2 separate regions of the Mus musculus genome follow, and region 1 is linked to region 2. Evidence: chromatin contacts called from public Micro-C data. All regions are on one chromosome and are shown on one strand. Each heading gives the region's core, a stretch centred on a gene start, on an enhancer-like site or on the middle of the called end of the contact. The rest is flanking DNA. Distances are from core to core; before and after follow the strand shown. Region 1 has its middle 110 kb from the start of Immp2l. Region 2 overlaps Dock4 (dedicator of cytokinesis 4).

The links. A called contact is a pair of places that touch in the nucleus more often than the background predicts.
Region 1: a Micro-C map of embryonic stem cells shows a contact between it and region 2, with 2.3 times the contacts expected there. The contact joins two enhancer-like sites. A contact is called at or near these places in 2 of 15 datasets of contacts at CTCF or cohesin (embryonic stem cells and large pre-B cells), 29 of 484 Hi-C or Micro-C datasets (B cells, the HL-1 cell line, the N1E-115 cell line and 4 more) and 8 of 115 datasets of contacts at active chromatin or transcription factors (embryonic stem cells, expanded potential stem cells, neural progenitor cells and 1 more).

What each region holds. Positions count from the first base shown.
Region 1 is chr12:40,914,527-40,918,962 of GRCm38.p6, reverse strand. It overlaps the pseudogene Gm18246. Among named protein-coding and RNA genes, the nearest start is that of Immp2l, 110 kb to the left of the region's middle. Within about 2 kb of position 1,377, at least 36 of the 459 cell types and tissues checked have an H3K27ac peak or open chromatin away from gene starts, as enhancers often do. A contact at or near this core is called in embryonic stem cells, where this site is marked.
Region 2 is chr12:40,835,474-40,840,549 of GRCm38.p6, reverse strand. It overlaps Dock4 (dedicator of cytokinesis 4), which reads right to left. Exons shown (of 53, transcript NM_172803.2): 50 at 3,848-3,920; 51 at 1,996-2,109. Among named protein-coding and RNA genes, the nearest start is that of Immp2l, 190 kb to the left of the region's middle. Within about 2 kb of position 3,484, at least 38 of the 459 cell types and tissues checked have an H3K27ac peak or open chromatin away from gene starts, as enhancers often do. A contact at or near this core is called in embryonic stem cells, where this site is marked.

The DNA.
Region 1 (4,436 bases), core at 128-2,627, 81 kb before region 2:
GGATTGCAGAAGTCAATGATCCTGATTTGAGATGGGACTCAGTGGCCTATGGTCTTCATTTGTATTCTTCCCTATTCAGCTTCCCTCCTTTCAGTACCAGGGCCCCGTATGAAAGCTGCACAACTGAGCCCAGAAGTGGATGTTTTCACAGCTCCCAGAATAAATAAGATCTGATTGAGTTACCAACCTCGGGTTAAGACACTGCAAGAGGGAAATGGCAATAAGTATGTCTAAGAAAAGTAACTTTTAAACTCTTCTGGCAGACTATTAATAATCATCAGTATATAGCTTAATAGTGTAGTATTGGCTGAGCATGTACAAGGTCTTGTGTGAAATCCCTAATACACACAGAGACACACACAGTTTAAAAAAGTTATTTTATTGTTTTAGATTTATGGATGCTTTGCCTGCATGTATATATGTGCAGCACATATGTAATTGGTGACCACTGAGGGCACAGGAGGACAATAGATCTCCTGGAACTGGAGTTATGAGCTGTCATGTGGGTGCTAGGACTTGAACTTGGATCCTTTGGAAAAGCAGCCAGAGCTCTTAACCACTAGGCCACTTCTCCAGGCCACATATCACTATAACCAATTAGATATTACTACGGATGAACACATGTACATCTACTGTTAGTAAATAAATATTCTTTTTTTTAGTGAAAATGAATTCATTACATATGCTTAATAGTGACATTCTTAGAGTAGCCACTGCAGAGCAAGTAGGTAGTCTCTCCATTTCTCTCCCTCAGTGTGTCCTGGTTATTTCTGGAATCTGCAGATTCTGGGTTTCTACACACTGGTTGCTTCAAGTGACCAGAGATGGAAATAAGGAGGTGGCAGGGGTTCAGCTCAGGACATTGGTCCAGAAGCAAGAGAAAGGCTACGGCCCAGAACTCCCTGAAAATCTGTCTGGCTTTCCTAGCTAGAATCCATCAGTGGTGTTTGTTTTTGTTTTTTCTTGGTGCTTTTAAATCCTCTGGCTGCAAAAACAGATAGTAGAAGATATTCTGTGGCTGTAGGTCCTCCTCCAGGGGCAGCAGTTCAGAGCAGATCTTCATGGCATCACTCGTTTTTCAAGGCTCTGGCTGCTGCATCTGCAAGAGCTGGCATGGCTGGGCCTCCCTTTGTCTTGAGTTTATCAAATCAGATATCCGCAGGGTACATGTGTAGCCTTACCATGTGATCTGGTCTTGGCTGGTCTTGCACTTCTCTGGGCAGTTTTCACCTGAGGCCCCTCCCCCCCTTACATGTCTTGCCTCTGGGCCAGGATCTAAAACAAAGAGTTCTGTCATTCCAGGAAGTACACACCCAGCAAATGCCCAGAGGGGAAGGCACAGCTGCAGAAAGAGCAGGTGCTTCTTTGCATCATGTGGTAGTGGTGCTGGTAGTCCACTAAGGAGGCAAAACCTTGGCAACAGCCAGCCACCTGACAGGTGAACTCTGGCACCGTGGACTTTTCCAGCATCTCGGACACTTGAGTGAGCATGGCCTGTAAGCACAAGCGCCGCTGCATATCCCCATCCTCGAAGAATTTGTGATCCTGAGGGAAGCACACGGGATGTGGAGCAAATCAGAAGGGTGTCTCCCCAGCCACAGGGTTCAGTGATTAGGCTGCTCCAAGCTCCTCAGCCCTTCAGCCGCAGCCCTTCAGCCCCTGTCGACATAAATAAATATTCTTAAGCAAACCTGAAGACTGCCTAAATAGAGTCATCAGAGTCATATTCTAATGTACTTATAATTCCTTACAAAGGCCCGGCAGGCATTTGCCTAATGTTCCAGGGTCCTACCTCTGACTTTAGACTTTATTTCTAACCTGGGATCCAGTATCCCTTATTTAGTAGACATGTAAGTCTGGACTCCTTAAATGAGCCAGTCTCATTAGGTACAATATAGAAAATAAGACAATCAGAGTAACACTTGCATCAAAGGTAGGTAGAGAGGAATGAGATGAGGCATAGGAGATCCTTAGCATATTAATGACCCCAGACCCACCTCCTAGCCTGTAATGACCAAGACATGGACAAATATAGCCAAATGATCTTTTAACCCCTTCAACATGAGGCCTTTGCATTACTGTTTCCTGTTCCACACTTACGTCTTTGTATTGATACCAAGAGAGAAAGTATGTAAAATGACAATGTGTCTCCTTATTTCTTCTCAGTCTTTCTCAAAGAGCCTGGTATCCACTTTGGGGAACACCTCTTTATTTAAATTACTAGTTCTCTAGGGTGGCGAGATGAAGTGTGTGTGGTGTGTGCTTGTGTGTGTGTGTTGCTGAGGGTTAGATCTGGGTGTTTGTATATGCTAAGAACATAATGTACCACTAAGCTACATTCCAAACCAGTATTATAAAGGCAATAATGCATCATGTTTGTATCCTAGTTTGCTTCTCTGATGTACACTGACCAGAAACAGCTTAGAGGAGGAAAGGGTTTATTTAATCTTTTAACTCCCAGAAGATGATCCTTTCTTGAGGGAAGTCAGGGTAGGAGCTCAGTGCAGGAATAGAGGCAGAGACTATGGAGGAATGTTTTCTTCTACAGCCTAAACCCAGGTGCCTAGGGATGGCACCACCCACAATGGGCCAGGCCTTTCCACATCAATCAGCAACCAAGAAAATGCCACCACAGACTTGCTCACTGGGCAGTCTGAGGGTCCCTTTCCTTCATTGATTCTAGACTGAGTCCAGTTGAACAACAACAAAAACCAGCATAGTGTGTGTGTGTGTGTGTGTGTGTGTGTGTGTGTGTGTGGTGGTTGTTGTTGGTGGTGGTGGTGGTTGTTAATTGAATCCAGGCTTCATAAATGCTAGGCAAACACTTTCCCACTGAGTTACAGCCTTCACCCTACACTTCCAGGGAGGGCATGTGTTTTTAAGGTTTCTAAGCAAGACATTTGTCCTTGTAGATATTATTTTAATTTCTATATACAACTAAATTAATTATAATGAAATATGCCAAAACATGATTACTTTTATCAAATAGTTTGATGTGTCAAAATCAGAGTCAATGTGTACTGGCTAGTTTTGTGTCAACTTGACACAGGCTGGAGTTAACACAGAAAAAGGAGCTTCAGTTGGGGAAATGCCTCTATGAGATCCAGTTGTAAGGCATTTTCTCAATTAGTGATCAAGGGGGGAGGTACCCTTGTGGGTGGTGCCATCTCTGGGCTGGTAGTCTTGGTTCTATAAGAGAGCAGGCTGAGCAAGCCAGGGGAAGCAAGCCAGTAAGTAACATCCCTCCATGGCCTCTGCATCAGCTCCTGCTTCCTGCCCTGCTTGAGTTCCAGTCCTGACTTCCTTTGGTGATGAGCAGCAGTATAACAGAAGTGTAAGCTGAATAAACCCTTTCCTCCCCAACTTGCTTCTTGGTCATGATGTTTGTACAGAAATAGAAACCCTGACTAAGATACAATGTGATCAGCAAAAACTAAAAGCCACTGTATAACAAGATAATCTTGCCCACTGATAACTTGCTAATTCAAAGTATGACTTTGGAAACATAATATGGTTGTTAAGGTTAGTCAGAACTACTGGCAATTGATATGAGATTGTAACTTAATTCCCAAATGGAAACTGCACCTTTAGAATGATCACTAGAAGTGGGCTCAGATGTTTTCATGTGAATTTCTTCTAGAAGGAGCTTAACATGTTGATACTTTGAGCTCAAAACTAGTGCTACCCAATACCTTTCCACAATGACGGACTACATTCTTGATGCTTACTATTGTTAGTCACTAAACACATAGGGCAATCGGGCACTCAAAATGTGGCTAGGGTGACTCAAAAACTAAGTTATAACTTAATTTAACTTAGTATAAGGAGCCATGTGTGCTTAGTGGCTAGCATGGTAGATAACTCTCATCTACAGAGGGTTTTGTTTTTTTAAGCAGGTAGACAAAGTATATAAAGGAGGATTTCAAGAGCTTTATATTTTAAAAAATGAATTCTCCTACTGTCTCTTATTCTTTTGACTCCAATTTCGTCCTTTCACTATTATTCCACAGTCAGTGAACAGGTTAGCCCCTGGCTCCAAACCTTTACTGATACAGTGATGAAAAAGTAGCCTTGTATAGATAGTGAGAACATTACAAACAGAGGGAGGGAGGAAGGGAGGAAGGAAATGAGAGAGGGAGGAAGGAAAGGTGGGAGGGAGGGAGGGAGGAGGGAAGAAAGGAGGGAGGAAAGGAGGGAGGAAGGAAGGGAGGGAAGAAGGGAAGAAGGAAAGGAGGGAGGGAGGGAGGAAGGAAGGGAGGAAGGGAGAGAGACAGAGTCAGAAACAGAGACAGAAACAGTGACACAGAGACAGAGATAGACAGAAAGTCTGTCATTCCATATGAATTTTGTCTGCAAGAGAAAACAAAGGCGGAACACTGAAAAGTAAGAGGCCTCCTTGATTTGTTCCCCCACTGACTTAAGATGTTCTGTGCATA
Region 2 (5,076 bases), core at 2,235-4,734:
GGAGATAAGCTTCCCATTTCTTCTCTAATGCCTGTCCATAGGCCTTCCCTCAGTCCGCTGGGTGGGGAATTTGAGATATCACCATCATGGCAAGAGTGACTTCTGCTTCTCTGGGGTTTTCAGGTCTGATGCCAGGGACCCAGCATGTGTGGCATGTGCTCTTTTGTGTGCTTACAGATCACGTCTTGTTTCTAGACTGTAACTGCATAGCATAAAAACAGCTTGTGACCCAGTCGACGGGGCGAGGCCAAGCCGTCCTTCCCACTTCCACACAGAGTGATTTTGGCGAATGTGAGCTCTGTCCCTCTGTGATTTCCTGCCACTCTTCCAGCCATCACACTGAGGTCTAGAACTCATAAAAACCTACCGAAAGGCTGAAAGGAAGAAAGACAGACAGTTGCACAGCCCCACAACACTGACCACAGATGATGACATCAGGACAGACCATGAAAGCAATCAGTACAGAAGGGACAGCAGCCCTACCAATCTATGTGGGAGGAGAAGGGTTGCCCAGCTGTGCTGAGCCCTAAGAGACCACAGAGGGTGGTCCATTATCACACTGCGGGGTTGGGAGGTCTCATCTACACAAGCCAGCTCCTACTTCTGTTCCCACACGTTGTGAGTGCTGACTAGGAAGAAAACCACATATGTACAGAGAAATCGGCCACATCTGCCACTACTGTCACTGAGGTCAAGGCCTCCTGTGTACTTGACTTGGTCTTAGACATGGTGCAGGCCTGGCACCTAGTGCTCTTTCTCCGAGCTATTTTTCTGGAAATGTACTTTCTATAAGCCTAAAATAGACCCACCAGCTTCTTTTTGTCTCAGACGCCCAGCTAGCACTGATAATATTTATTCCTTTGTAAGAACTATCAATCTTATTTTCCCTTAAAAATACCTTTCAAGTTCCCATATTCACGGGCACAACCAAGCCTTTAAATAACGAGACTGTCTGAATGTACATGGATCAGCAAAGAAATACAAATGATTTGGCTGATGGGCCCTCATTTCTACAATCAGACCGATATACTAATACCGATCAAGAGGATTAAATTCATCCCTCATTCTGACCCTGCAGAAACTATTCAAAGGATGAGAAGCTACGATGTAGCAAGTGACACCGAGTGCTCAGACTAGGGCACTCTGCTGAGGAAATGGTACCACATTTTCTTTGGTTCTTAGGCCGGCTATACCTGGAAAGCTCCAGCGATGTAGGAAAGTGCTGACAAGATCTGGTTACTGGAAAAGGCAGTCAGTTCAAGCTTCTCTTAAAACTGCTCCGCATGCAAGTCACCAAGCAAGTGGTGTATGTTCAGAGGGAAAGTTGGCCTTTTCCCAACAGAAGCTCATGAAAGCCAGCTCTGCTTCTGTCTGTGATTCTCTGGGGACCCAGGGCCAGGCTGGAAGTTTCCCAACCATTTTCAGCACTCAGATGTTAGTGAGCAGAAGCAGCCCACAAATGGCCTGGTAAAATGCTGGCCCCAGCCTCATTTCAGGAACATAATCTACTGGCTCAGAAGACCTGAGGCTAGACGTACGTTAGGATGTGCTTCGTGAGCCACAGTTACAAGAGATGCAGGTCCACGCTTTAGCCCTTTGAGCAACACCACTGCCGGAAACAGAGCTCTGAGAGCAGCAGATAACTCAAGGTGTCAGAGGCTCCTCAAAGCCACTGAGGGTTGGCTCTCGAGTCAGCTGAAACATTGATGTCATCGGGGAAGATTATAGAAAGCGGCCGAGTTAGCAGAGATCAGTGCAAGCGAAGGGCAGAGGCCAGTGGCCCATCAAGCAACAAGGGTTGAACATGGAGCCAGGAAGAAGATGGCATGCTCAAATTCTTCCGAGGGGCTTATTAGAAGGGACTGTTGTCTGACTGTATGGCAGAAGAACAGGGAAAGGAGGAGCCAACTAGAGGCAAATGATGTTGCTAGCAAACTGAAATGCTCAATATACTTATTATATGAAAGTGATTATTCAAATGCTTCAAATACCCACCAGTCTGTGTGGGCCTTGGAGGGACAGGGGGAGAGATAAGTTTCCCACTGTCCGACATGTTCTTGGCTTCTTTCCCACTGTCCAGGCTCCAGCTGCTAGGGGTGGGATTCACAGCTGGAAGGGAATAACACAGCTAAACACACAAGAGCCAGCTTTGCCTTTCAAATGCTTGAGATCTTAGGAGTCTGGCAGAATTATCCAGAACGTAGTCAAAAAGACCACAAAACCTTAAGCAGTAACCAAGCAGGACACTTCCCCAATATTAAACCTCTCTCTAATTGGTTACCTAACAGAGCTGACATTTAATTGAGTAACAGCAGGTCTCTTTATTTCCCTCAAGCTGTCAAACAGAACTGCAAATCTCTATGCCAGGGAGTAGCAACCTGCTGAGAATTCCAAATGTGTTTAGATGCTGAGAAATAGATGGAAAATATAGTCATCAGCCTATTTGTAGAAATGTCTGAACAAATGGCCATCTAAAGGAGGTGATGAGGCAAAGGGCACTCTCTTATTTCAACTGTGTGGCAGAAGTACCAAGGACAGGGTTGAGGGTGCCACACTGACCAGTCCTGTCAGGAAAGGATGAGTTCCAAATGGACAGATTACACTAAGTAAGTCCTGAGAAAACCACTTGGACTGCTGATAACGTCATTGTTACTTTGCAATCCATCTGCTCCAGGCATCACGGTGTAGGAATATAGACAGCTCTGCTAGGAAGCAGGGCAGGACACACAAGGTTATGAAACACTCCACAATGAAGTTTCTAATAGTAAAACCAGCGTTCCCGCTTGCTTCCCGTGCAGATACTGCCATCTGACGGACGCAGTGAGAATTGCCACGTTTTATTCCTCCAAGTTACTGCTTTGATTTAATGGGGTGGAAATATTTTAAACATTATTTTTTTTTCTCTATTTCTTTTATATTTGCTGGGTAGTTTTCTTTAGTAAAGTTGGTAAAAATAACAGCACATCCCTAGTTTCTCCTGGTGAAGATCAATGCTTGACTTACAACATTAAAGCTAATTCCATGCTTTAAAATAATTTTGGCTAGGCCCTCACTAATTTTCATCTCCCTTTGGGAAGTTTTAATGTTAATCTATCAGTGTACCAAAATGGTAATACAGCCTAGTTCTTAATGGGGGCAATTAAAGTGCACTTTACTGGGACATTTCATTAGTGAGTCTTGATTCATTAGCCTGCGAGACTGCTATTTTTGAGGCCTGACCCTGAGAGGCAAACGGGTGACTTTGCAAGTCCCTGCACCCACAGTGGAGGAAGCGACATTTAATCTGCTCTTCCTGGTCTGTGTGTTGCTAATTGGCTTCTTAGCTCTATGCATGCATTTGGTGTGTGCATCTTATTTGTGTGTGCTTGACCTTGAGGCGGGCCCCACTCCATTATGCGTCTGATCGCAATGCTTGCATGGCATTTAATGGTACAAGAGCCTGTGTGAGTGACCACCAACAACAGTTGAGCTGGCTGAATATGAGCTTTGTGAAGGAGACAATGGATGGGGTCTGTGGAATCAATCTGAGGAGTAGCTACTTTCATTGTGTGAACTAGTGGCTTAATTGGCAACTTTGCTTCAGGGAGAGCAGGCTTGGCCTGGGCTCGCTGAACAACAGAAAGCCATTACACAAAGGAGCTTCTAATTTGCTCAGAGCTTAGGAGTTTATGGAGAATGGATCATGATAAACTGCCTTTCACTAATTGCCTAAAGATCACACTCACCCTGATCATTAACAGTCTAGAGCTCTACCTGCCACACGGCACACAGAAGACTGGGGGAAATGAGGACACAACAAACCCTGACACATTCTAGGACCTACAAGGGGTGGATGACTGGTACCCACCTTTCTCAGGTGCAGAAAGGTTGGGGTCACTTCGAGGCAAGGCCCCATCTCCAATATGATTAAACAGCATCCTCTGGAAAGGGAGAAGAGTCCATTTTTATGATATAATATGCTGAGGTAGGATGCCTTTTAGAAAATGAGATGGTTATCTCCTTATGAAACTCTTTGCTCAAAACATTTTCTATATGGTATAATGAGCCTAGGAACAAATAATTAAACTCTATTTAAGGAGAAAAGGGGAAACAGAGTCTTAGGTTTTCTGAAAGAAACATAATAAGAAATGGTGTTTTACATTAAATATAAATGGTAAATAATTACTCATAATAAACATAGGGAAAATTAATAGTAAGAATTCGCTAGGTATGATGTTCTTTACAAGTGTATACTGCTAGACTGGCAGTATGACATGAATAAGAATGAAAGGAGAAATATTAATTTAAAAACCTACTATATAGACAAACTTATAGTTCAAATACTATAATAGACAAAAATGAGCTAATGAATATTCTATAATTTTAACCTACAAAATTACCAATATTACATAGCTCTACCTAACTCATGAAAAGAAAAAGTGGAAACCTACAGCATTATACATTATTATAATTTTGGTAACATATATACTGATTCAAATTTTACCCAAGACAGATAACTCAGGACTAATCAAGGAAGCCTTTCAGAGTTTCCCATGCTGGCACATGATCTCTTAGAGCAGATGAAACAAACTGAAATCCCCTTGCAATGCCAGTGACAACGGGAAATAAAATTGGTTAGCTGGTTCAGGCAAACGCACTCAGAAATCATTTCTGCAAGACATCAGTGCTGCGCAGAGGAGGTATCCTGGGCCTTTCGGGAAGATCACACAATCAGCAAAGATAAACCAATCAAGCCAAATCCCACTCGCTCTCATCCAATTCCAGATGCAGCTACAGACTTCTGCCAGGATGGTGTAGAAAAACAGAGAAATTAGCTGGAGCAGAAACAAGGAGTTTTCTCTGCTCTTAAAATTAGTCCCAAATAAACTGTGAAAAAAACTCAGGGATACAACACGAATCTTCAACTTCGTACCCACCCTCCAATGCACATACGTTGCCCCTGGACTGGGCCTGTGGCCCATGCTCACTCAGGTTTTTGAAAGCGAGGTTTGAGTGACCGGCGGAACCACATTCCCTAGCTCGTATGACATCTCCAGGACACAGCCCCTTTCCTGGTAATCCATGGAAGATCAATGG